Linked DNA regions of Mus musculus: regions 2 and 3 are each linked to region 1. A link is a contact called in public HiChIP or PLAC-seq and promoter capture Hi-C data. All regions are on one chromosome and are shown on one strand. Each heading gives the region's core, a stretch centred on a gene start, on an enhancer-like site or on the middle of the called end of the contact. The rest is flanking DNA. Distances are from core to core; before and after follow the strand shown. Region 1 holds the start of Uhrf1 (ubiquitin-like, containing PHD and RING finger domains, 1). Region 2 holds the start of Vav1 (vav 1 oncogene). Region 3 holds the start of Tubb4a (tubulin, beta 4A class IVA).

Region 1 (3,087 bases), core at 205-2,704:
ACGCTTCCAATGAGGGAAGAGGGAAAAAATGTCCATGGCGGGATAAAGACCCTGGTCGGGCTGAAAAGTGCCAGCAGCTACTCATTCATTCATTCATTCATTCATTCATTCATTCATTCCACGTAGTCTTAAGTCCCAGTAACTGGAACTCGCCAACTCCGAAGCGGACTGGAACCTCTCAAGTCCCAGGAGGGAGAACTCGGTCACAGAAGGCAGGGGCCCCCGCGCACGCACACACACACACACACACACACACACCACTCAGGACTCCCCCAAAGTTCCAGACCCGTGCCTCCCGCGCGCGTACTTAGAGCAAGACACCCCCCCGCCGTGGCCATGGCAACCGGCAGTCCGGGCCGGGCCACCCGTTAGCGCGCGCTTGTGGCCACAAACTCACCTGAACCCCACCCACAGCTGGCTGCCCTAACTTCCCCTCGGGACACAGACCCTGGCCTCCCGGAAAGGCGCTTTAAAGACCCGGGAGGCACAGAGCCCACGCCCACATCCGCCGCCGCCGCCCAGGCCAGACCCCTGGAGCCCCGCCGTTTAAGTTCCGCCCTTCCCGGAGAGCTCGCTGCTGATTGGCTCCTCCCGGGCTACGTGCCCCGCCCTCCTCGCATGCGATTGGCCTAGATGACCTCGGAGACGCCTGGGCGCGCGAAACCCGACTCGGGCGCGACAATTGAATCTCGGGGAGTGTCCGCTCTTAGGCGTGGAGCCGCGTGCACTTCCCCGCCGGACCCCACGCGTTTCCCGCGAACTTTAGCGGCACCCAGGAGAGTGAAAAACCAGGTGCAGCGTGGAGGATTCCTCTCAAGTTGCCCCTCAACGGATGCAGAAGCACGCATGCGCAGTGGCTGTGCAATGCCCCGAGCCACGCGCGGGAAACTTATGCCAAGTTTTCGGGTCTAACCGTGTGCACAGGGCCGGAGAGGGAGGCTCAGCGTGGAGGACACAACTCGGATTCCTCTTACAAGAGGTGTGGAACCCACGCGTGGGCAATGGCCCTCTGCAGATCTCACCCCACGCGCGGGAAAGTTTTGCAAAGCTCCCCCCCACGACCCGGGCCGTCAACGTAGTGCGCCTGACCAGTAAGAGGGCTAAGCGTAGAAGACACCCATCGGATCCCCTGAAGCAAGCCCCCGCAGCCTTGTGTGAGAAGGGTTCCTTTCAGTTTTGCGTGGTGCCCCGCGTGCCACTGTGTGCATAGAACGCGCTCTTCCACTCACCTCTCTCACGGCGGCGATCCGCACTCTCCTCTCCCTTGGAACGCCTGGTTCTAGGCTAGGGCTCTGCGGCTGGGTGACCCAGAAGGGAGCCGCGTGAGTGGCTGAAGACCCAAGTGAGCACTAGAGCGCGGGTTCCTTCCAGCTGCTAGGACTTTTTTTCCCGCGAAAACTCAGGGCGTTTTTATTAGTGTGCACAGGCTGCTGCGGGAGACTTCCACCCCAATTGGGTGGGGAGGGCTCTTGATTCCTGATTGGCTGGCGCTGTGGCGGGAAGCGAGAAAGCAAGTGGGGCGTCCGCATGACTAAGGATCTACCCCACCCCCGGCTCCGCCCAACGGGCCATGGACTTTCCCTGCCGGCTATGCTCACTTTACCAAGAAGGCCCAGTTCCCCCACCATGTAAACCTCATAGCATTCCTGGGAGAGGAGAAAGGGACACCACCACCACCCCGAGACTTCTGACCACACTACATGTCTATTCCTTCTGAGCTGGACAAACTTTGACCTCTTAATCTAAGCAACCCTGAATCTATATTCATATCCCCTAGGGGAACTTGAGGGGTGCCTCCCCACCAGATACCCTGCACCCCATGTCAGGTCTGAGCTCATTGAGTAACAGAACACTACAGATGGTCTCTCATGCTACCCATCCGCAGGGCTTCTTTTCCTGCCTGGTTTCCCCACCCCCACCCTGCCGGTCAGCAAGCTGTCCAGGCGTGCAGGGCCTCCCTGCCCCCTCCACCCCGGCGGCCTGCTCTGTTCTAACCATTCTTGGCGGACACTTGGCGCGCGCTGGGCATCTGTGCAATAACTAGTGGATAGAGAAACCAGAGTTAGGGGGCCCAACTGCTTGTGAGGCACACCCTCCCCTCCAGCATTTGCCATCTCTGGGAAAGCAAATCCTGACCTAGAAAACAGTGGAGAAGAAAATAATGAACATAGAGGACAATTCCAGGTACATCCACAAGTCATGAGGTCAGAAGTGACCAGTGGCCACGTGGGGGCTGGGACAGAGGCACTTCCGGCTGAGGAAGCCAAGGACACATGAGGTATAAAGAAGGCTTAGAGGGGAAGGCAGGAGGAGGCACCTGGACTGGAACAAGTAAGGCATCAGAGGCCGAGTGAAGGACGTTGGTTTTAAAGGTCCTTAGCAGAAAGACTTCCAATTTTTGTTTAACTGTGTTTGTTTTTTAAAAGAGTCTCACATAGCCCAGGCTAGCCTTCAACTTGCTCTGTAGCTGAAGATGACTTAGAACTCCAGAGCCTCTTGCCTCCATCTTGCTAGTTCTGGGCTAACAGGTATTGCACTAACCCCAGACCATTTGTGGGGCTCGGTAGAAGTTGTCCCTCCAAAGATGTTTCAAGTATCTTTCCGTGAGCCCCAAAGGTCTCCAGGCCCTCACCTCTCACCTCCAAGAGCTGGGAAAACAGGGATTTCTAATGGTAAGGAAAGATTTCCCAGATGGTCATTAGCCTCCTGACACCCTCCTGGCACTCAGGCACTTGGAAAGTAAAGCCAGGAGGATCAGGGGTCGAAATCCATCCCTAGCATGGGCTACAAAGACCATCTCAAAAAAATGCATGTAACAAAGATAATTAACATTAAAGGTCAAGGCGAGGGGCTGGAGAGATGGCTCAGCAGTTAAGAGCACTGGCTCCTCTTCCAAAGGTCATGAGTTCAATTCCCAGCAACCACATGGTGGCTCACAACCATCTGTAATTGGGTCTAATGCCCTCTTCTGGTGTATCTGAAGACAGCAACAGTATACTCATATAAACATAAAATAAATATTAAAAAAAAAAGTCAGTGGGGCTGGTGAGATGGCTCAGTGGGTAAGAGCACCCGACTGCTCTTCCG
Region 2 (3,087 bases), core at 361-2,860, 980 kb before region 1:
TGGAAGGCCATCCTTGACTCTAACCGTTTTCCCAACAGCTGTGATTGCCACATCATTGGGCACCCTGAGTCCCGCCAGAGCTGGGGCCCAAGAGTCCCATAGCTACTTCCTCAAGCCCTGAAAGCTACTGAAGTTCAAGCAAATGTAGGCAAATCTCTGCTGACCCCTAGCCAGCCAGAGGGACGGTCCATGGGGGACAGTGGGTGCTCTGTTCCCTACTTCCTTCAGAGGACTCACAACAGCTTCAGAGACTGCTGGCTCACTGACAACCCCAGAAATACCCTGGAGACTGCAGCAGGCCATTCTTAAAGTAACTCCCGTCTTCAACTCCATGGGACCCCTCGCATGAAGGGAAGAAACTAGGCTCTGACCCCGTTGCTCATCATTTCTAGGGACAGCCTCCTGGGACTTGGAAAAACAGGCTGTACAGGACTGGCAGACTGAGAGCAAGAGGACAGACAGACAGACAGATGCCCCCTACACCAAGGATGTGTCCTTCAGACCCCATGGCAAGGCCATGTTCCCTTAGATACAACTCATGTCCCTCACACCCCACGGTAAGGCTGTGGATCCCTTTGACTTGAACCTATACCTTTCATTTCTAGGGCTATCAGCCCTCCCCCCGAAACCCAGCATCCCTGGGGAAGCAGAGAAAAGAGTACAAAGCCACCAGTCACCTTTCACCACCACCCCAGCCACATTCAAATAAGGATTTGAATACATTTTCTAGGCTCACCGGGGCATAGTCTGACCATGCCTCCACTTGAAACACGGAGAGTGCACAGATGTCAAACTCAGGGACACCCAGGGCCTTGTTAGGACCCTAGGCCTGGGCCCTGCACTTCAATGGGCCCTTCCCGAAATAGGTAGAGTTGGGATGCCACAGGGTCTCGCATTGCAGCCCCCAACACTCCACGCCACACAGCACAAAGCCCTGGCAGGAAATGGAGGTGAAGGAAGATGTGAGGAGGAGGGGGGCAGAAGAGGTGGAAGAGGAGGAGCCACCGGTGGGGGAGAAACTGAAGGCCTCTCTCTCTTGAATCTGGTTCTCCAACCTCATGCACCCTCTTGGCTAACTACGAGGCAACAAGATACCTCTTAGGACCCCTTTAAATGGATCTCAACAGAGTCAGCTGGGGGCGGGGCGGGATAGGGAGATTTCCCCCTAAATTTGCTGGGACAGCTGCAAGCCAACCAAGAGTGTACAAACCCACCCAGAGCTCCGTTCTGCTCGACACCTCTCCATAGCCAGAGCCGGGCCTACCAGCCTTTATCCAGTCGGGCCCTAGCATCACCCAGCAGACTCACCTGGGACATCTGGGGCCGCAAGTTAACCTCGCGAAGATTAATGGCCTGGGGAAGCAGGTTGTTAAGCAATTGGCACAAGAGGACACCGTCCCGCAGTGCCTGTGCCAGCTCACACACCTGGGCCCCCTCCCAGGTCACACGGTGGCTGGGAGGCAGCACCCGACACTGGATCAGCCAGTGGGTGCACTGTCGCCAGAGCTCCATGGTGGCTGCCGGCCTCTCACTTGGCCCCTCGGGGAGGCCCCGTGCACCCTCGTTCCTTCACCACCGCCGCCGCCTGCCCCAGTGGGGACAACTACAACACCACTTCCTCTTCTGTGACTGTAACTGTCGCCCCGGGGTGGGGGTGGGGAGGAGCTGTGGGGCGGAGGGGGAGCAGCATCTGCAGTTACGCCCTCACAGCTTCCACTCACTGGTGTGACCTCGTCTTTCTCCACCTACACTGAGCAGACCTGGGCACCTGCTGAACTAAGGTGCCACTATCTCATCCAGCCGTAGGCACCTAGGCTGTCACCTCCTGTCTCCTCCTGGTCCCCAGTCTACGGCCCTGATCTCTCACAGCCTTTTGCCCCTGCAGCAGCCAAAAGGGACCACTGAACACTGAGTCAAGTCTCAACCATTCTTCCACCACCCATAACCCTCCTGGTTCAACCTTGCTTTGGGGCCAAAACTCATGTCTTTCCTGCACCCCACAAGGCCCTGTTCACCCTGCCCCAACCCCTGCCAGCCTCTTCTCCTCTCTCTGTTCTTCACTCCCTGACCTCCATCCTGCCCCAGGGCCTTTGCACTTGTGCCCACCACCTGACAGAAGACACTAATTCACTCCATCACTTCTTACATGTTACTTTTTGATTACTGAGTGCTCAGCCATAGATGGGACATCTATACCACCACCAGCCCGAGGCTCAAGGGAGAAGGAACAGAAAGTCGGTAAGAGTCGGGGGCGGGGGATGTGAAATGCTATCTCCAGGGCATACCCATGGCCACTACGCTCATGAACTCCGTGCAGTTATGGTGGCAGCACAAGACAAAGCCAGGAGGGAGCCAACATGCCCACAGGCAGCAGTAATGGATGCAAAGGGTTACAAAAGAGCAAGAAAGTGGGGATAAGGTAAAGAGAGTCCACTCTCATTCGGAGTCAGAGGGGAGTTGAGGGTGGGTAGGACGAAGATAGGTTGTTAACATGTAGGAAACTGCCAACAAATAGAACTATAATAAACATTAGAAAATATATTCTACTTTGAAAGCCATTTCACTTTTATTACATATATATATGTGTGTGTGTGTATATATATACATATGTATGTGTGTATGTGTGAAGGTACATGTGGGGCACAGTACATGTGTGGAGGTCAAAGGTTAACATGGGGGAGTAGGTCCTCTTTTTTTTTTTTTTAAAGATTTATTTATTTATTTATTTATTATATGTAAGTACATTGTAGCTGTCTTCAGACACTTCAGAAGAGGGGGTCAGATCTTGTTACGGATGGTTGTGAGCCACCATGTGGTTGCTGGGATTTGAACTCTGGACCTTCGGAAGAGCAGTCAGGTGCTCTAACCCACTGAGCCATCTCACCAGCCCAAGGGAGTAGGTCCTCTTTCCACCATGCAAGCCCCAACGATTGAGCTCAGATCATTAGGCTTGGTAGCAATCACCTTTGCCCACAGAGCCCTCTCACCCTCACCACCCACTTTTCCTTTTTTCTTTAAAACTTGTATGTGTGTGTGTGAGAAAGAGAGAGAGAGAGAGAGAGAGAGAGAGAGAGAGAGAGAGAGAGA
Region 3 (3,087 bases), core at 148-2,647, 780 kb before region 1:
AGAGAGAGAGAGAGAGAGGAGGGAGGGAGGGAAAAGAGTCAGTCTTTGGCCAGCTGGCAACATCACAATTGGATCTATAATGAGGGAAAGCTGTCATGGTGTTTGTGAGCTGGGGCTCAATGGGGAGAGCACTTTCCAAGCATGCATGAGTCCCTTAGTCCTGTGCCCAACTCCATATAACCCCAGGGCATGGTGGTGCACACTCAGGAGGTAGAGGCAGAGGATCAGGAGTTTAAGGCCAGCTTGTTTACTTATTGAGTGGGAGGTCAGCTTGGACTGCATTGAGTGAGAAGTCAGCTTGGACTACACTATGCAGTCCCGAGGGGAAATCTCTCAAAGCAAGGAACACAGCAAGTAGCACCTATAACCCCTGGGGATGCTGGAGTTGGGGTGGGGAGCAGAAAAACCCATGGAATCCAGCACAAGAAGACAGTCTATGAATAGAACATTATGGATGGTAAAGATCAACAACGCATGGACACACTCTAACTTGAACCTATGCTCAGATAAACTCATGAACATACAAGCATGTTTCAGATGTCACTTTTAGACTATGTCACTTTTACAGCTATGTTGTAGATCTCTTGTAATCCTAGCATTCCAGAGATTGGAGGCAGGAAAGCCATGAGTTCAAGGCCAGCCTGGGCCATATAGTGATATAGGGGAACAATAGCTACATGGGAAAACTTGTACTTAAAGAAATAAATATCAATAACAAAGCAAAGATATGTTGAGGTGGGGAAAGCTCTCTGCTGTTGGTGGGATCCAATTATTTGTCTTAGCCCTAGTTTCTGAGACCTCCTGGGGGGTCAAGAGCCTTCCAGCGCTCCTCAGAACATAGAAGGAAATCTGTAGAAGGGTTCCAGAAGCGACTTCCAGGACTCAGCAGTGTCTCACATGCACCTGCCACCTTCAAACCAAACTCCACTGTGGAGAGCCTGGAGCTCAGAGTCACCGTTCTTCCCCACCTATACAAAGGTTCTAAGGAAGGGGGTCTCGAAGGAATGAAGAAGGGAGAAGCAGACAGAGAAATTGAGGCAGGGGCTGGGGCTGAGAGGGAGGACATTGTCCTAGATGCTATTTACAAGATTCCGAGGTGCCTTTCCATCCAGTCTCTATGAAATCAGAGTGGAAAGAAAGAATGGTGCCTGACAACGGAGCCTGAGGGGAAACTAGAGTGGGGATACACCGGGACCCTGAGGTCTCAGAGAAAGAGCTTGACGGAGGAGATCCCTACTTTTCCGAGGCCCCTCCCTCCATCCTCCTCCATTACTCCAGTCCCTCCATCCTTCACTGCAAGCATCCTAGGCGGGCCCAGGAGGCGGAGCACGCGGGTGACCCAGCGGTGACGTGAGTACTGCTCCGCAAATATAGAGACGCCCGGGGGCGCAGAGACAGAGCTCCGCAGCCATCTCGTCCAGAGCTAGAGCCACAGCGGCCGGTCGACACCCGTCCATCAGACGCCACCAGCAGCGCCACCACCATGCGGGAAATCGTGCACCTGCAAGCCGGTCAATGCGGTAACCAGATCGGGGCCAAGGTGCGTCGGACTGAGTAGAGGGTGGGAATGCACAGGGGCTCAGAGAGGGGTTATTGGCTCTCCCAAGGCTCACCCAGGAATTTTGCATCCTAGGTGGAGGAGGGGAACCAGGGCAGAGCCAGACTGGGAACAAAGAGGCTGATGGGGGCAGGGCCTGGCCTTATGTCTCTTGGCCACAGCTGGCCTCACAGCTGGGCCACTGTCACCCTCAGTTGCCTGGAACGAAGAGGCACGGCCCCTCCTCCCAGGGCTGCTGCCGGGATGGACTGGCACCAAGTGGCTCTGGTGGGGCCAAGCCTCTCCCTACCCCCAACTTCTCCCTTCTTGCTGGCTCATGCTTTGCTGTGGCTCTGAGTTCCCAGTTACCTCACAGACAGACAGTCAGCAACTGAAGAAGTGGCTTTAAGAGTGTCCTAGACACAGCATCTCTCAGCCCTTCCCGACTAACACTGTGACCCACTCTGACATCTTAGCACTTGGTGGATAGAGGCAGGAGCCCAAAAATAGCTTCCCATACACAGTAAGTTGGAGGCCAGCTTGGGCTACGTGAAACCCTGTGTCAAAAAAATAAGGGGTGGGGGCTATAACTCAATAGGTTGAACCTTTGCCCAGGTGTTGTGGTATACACCTGTCATCCCAGCCACTAGGCTAGGTTGAGGCAGGAGGATCAAGAGTTCAATATCATCCTAAACTATCTAGTGAATTTCAGGCTAGCCTGGGCTTTGGGAGACACTGACTAAAAAAATAATACAAACACATACATACATACATTCATACATATATACATATATATATACATACATACATTAAATTTTAAGACAATAAGTAAAAAAAAAAGCTATTCTACACATTTCATCATCAAACAAACAATAGGACAAGCAACATGGTTCCCCCAGGGCTCATGGCCAAGATTGACAACAGGAGCATGCATATGAATGCACACACACAGAAAATGGTTTTTTAAAAGGTTTTAAAACTATAACAACAAAAACAAAAACAAAAAAACTATAACAACAAAAGGAAAATCTATTCACTTTGCTCCCCCCTCCCCCTCATTTTGCTCCCCTCTCACTTTGCTCCCCCTCCCCCTCACTTTGCTTCCCACCCCCACCCCCAGTTCTGGGAGGTCATCAGTGATGAGCACGGCATCGACCCCACTGGGACCTATCATGGGGACAGTGACCTCCAGCTGGAGAGGATCAATGTCTACTACAATGAGGCCACAGGTAGGGTAGTCAGTGGGCTGGCACGGGCGTGGGAGTGGGGGGGCACTGTCACGAAGGGACAGGATGTGCCCTGGAGCCTGCTGGACCTGGCACTCAGCCCAGCCACCCTCCATCTGCCATCCCCACAGGTGGAAACTATGTTCCCAGAGCCGTGCTGGTCGACCTGGAACCCGGCACCATGGACTCTGTCCGCTCCGGCCCTTTTGGCCAGATCTTTCGGCCAGACAACTTTGTATTTGGTGAGTCCCTCTCTGGTGTGGGTGCACAACACTTTTGTTTTCGTTTCTAAGTGCTTTAAGAACATTCTGTAACTAGCACCAA

Evidence for each region. HiChIP or PLAC-seq counts read pairs in DNA pulled down with a chosen protein or histone mark. Capture Hi-C pulls out chosen DNA fragments and counts their contacts.
Region 2: a contact with region 1 is called in a promoter capture Hi-C map of liver, with 2.2 times the contacts expected there. The contact joins the promoter of Vav1 here to the promoter of Uhrf1 in region 1. A contact is called at or near these places in 1 of 39 promoter capture datasets (pre-B cells), 1 of 115 datasets of contacts at active chromatin or transcription factors (bone marrow-derived macrophages) and 1 of 9 other capture datasets (liver).
Region 3: a FOXA1 HiChIP or PLAC-seq map of pancreatic cancer cells shows a contact between it and region 1. The contact joins the promoter of Tubb4a here to the promoter of Uhrf1 in region 1. A contact is called at or near these places in 1 of 39 promoter capture datasets (cranial neural crest), 1 of 115 datasets of contacts at active chromatin or transcription factors (pancreatic cancer cells) and 1 of 9 other capture datasets (adipose tissue).

What each region holds. Positions count from the first base shown.
Region 1 is chr17:56,301,704-56,304,790 of GRCm38.p6, reverse strand. Uhrf1 (ubiquitin-like, containing PHD and RING finger domains, 1) reads right to left here and starts at 1,454. Exons shown (of 17, transcript NM_010931.3): 1 at 1,230-1,454.
Region 2 is chr17:57,277,623-57,280,709 of GRCm38.p6, reverse strand. Vav1 (vav 1 oncogene) reads right to left here and starts at 1,610. Exons shown (of 27, transcript NM_011691.4): 1 at 1,309-1,610. The coding sequence starts at 1,512.
Region 3 is chr17:57,085,910-57,088,996 of GRCm38.p6, reverse strand. It overlaps Tubb4a (tubulin, beta 4A class IVA), which reads left to right and starts at 1,397. Exons shown (of 4, transcript NM_009451.4): 1 at 1,397-1,540; 2 at 2,658-2,766; 3 at 2,895-3,005. The coding sequence starts at 1,484.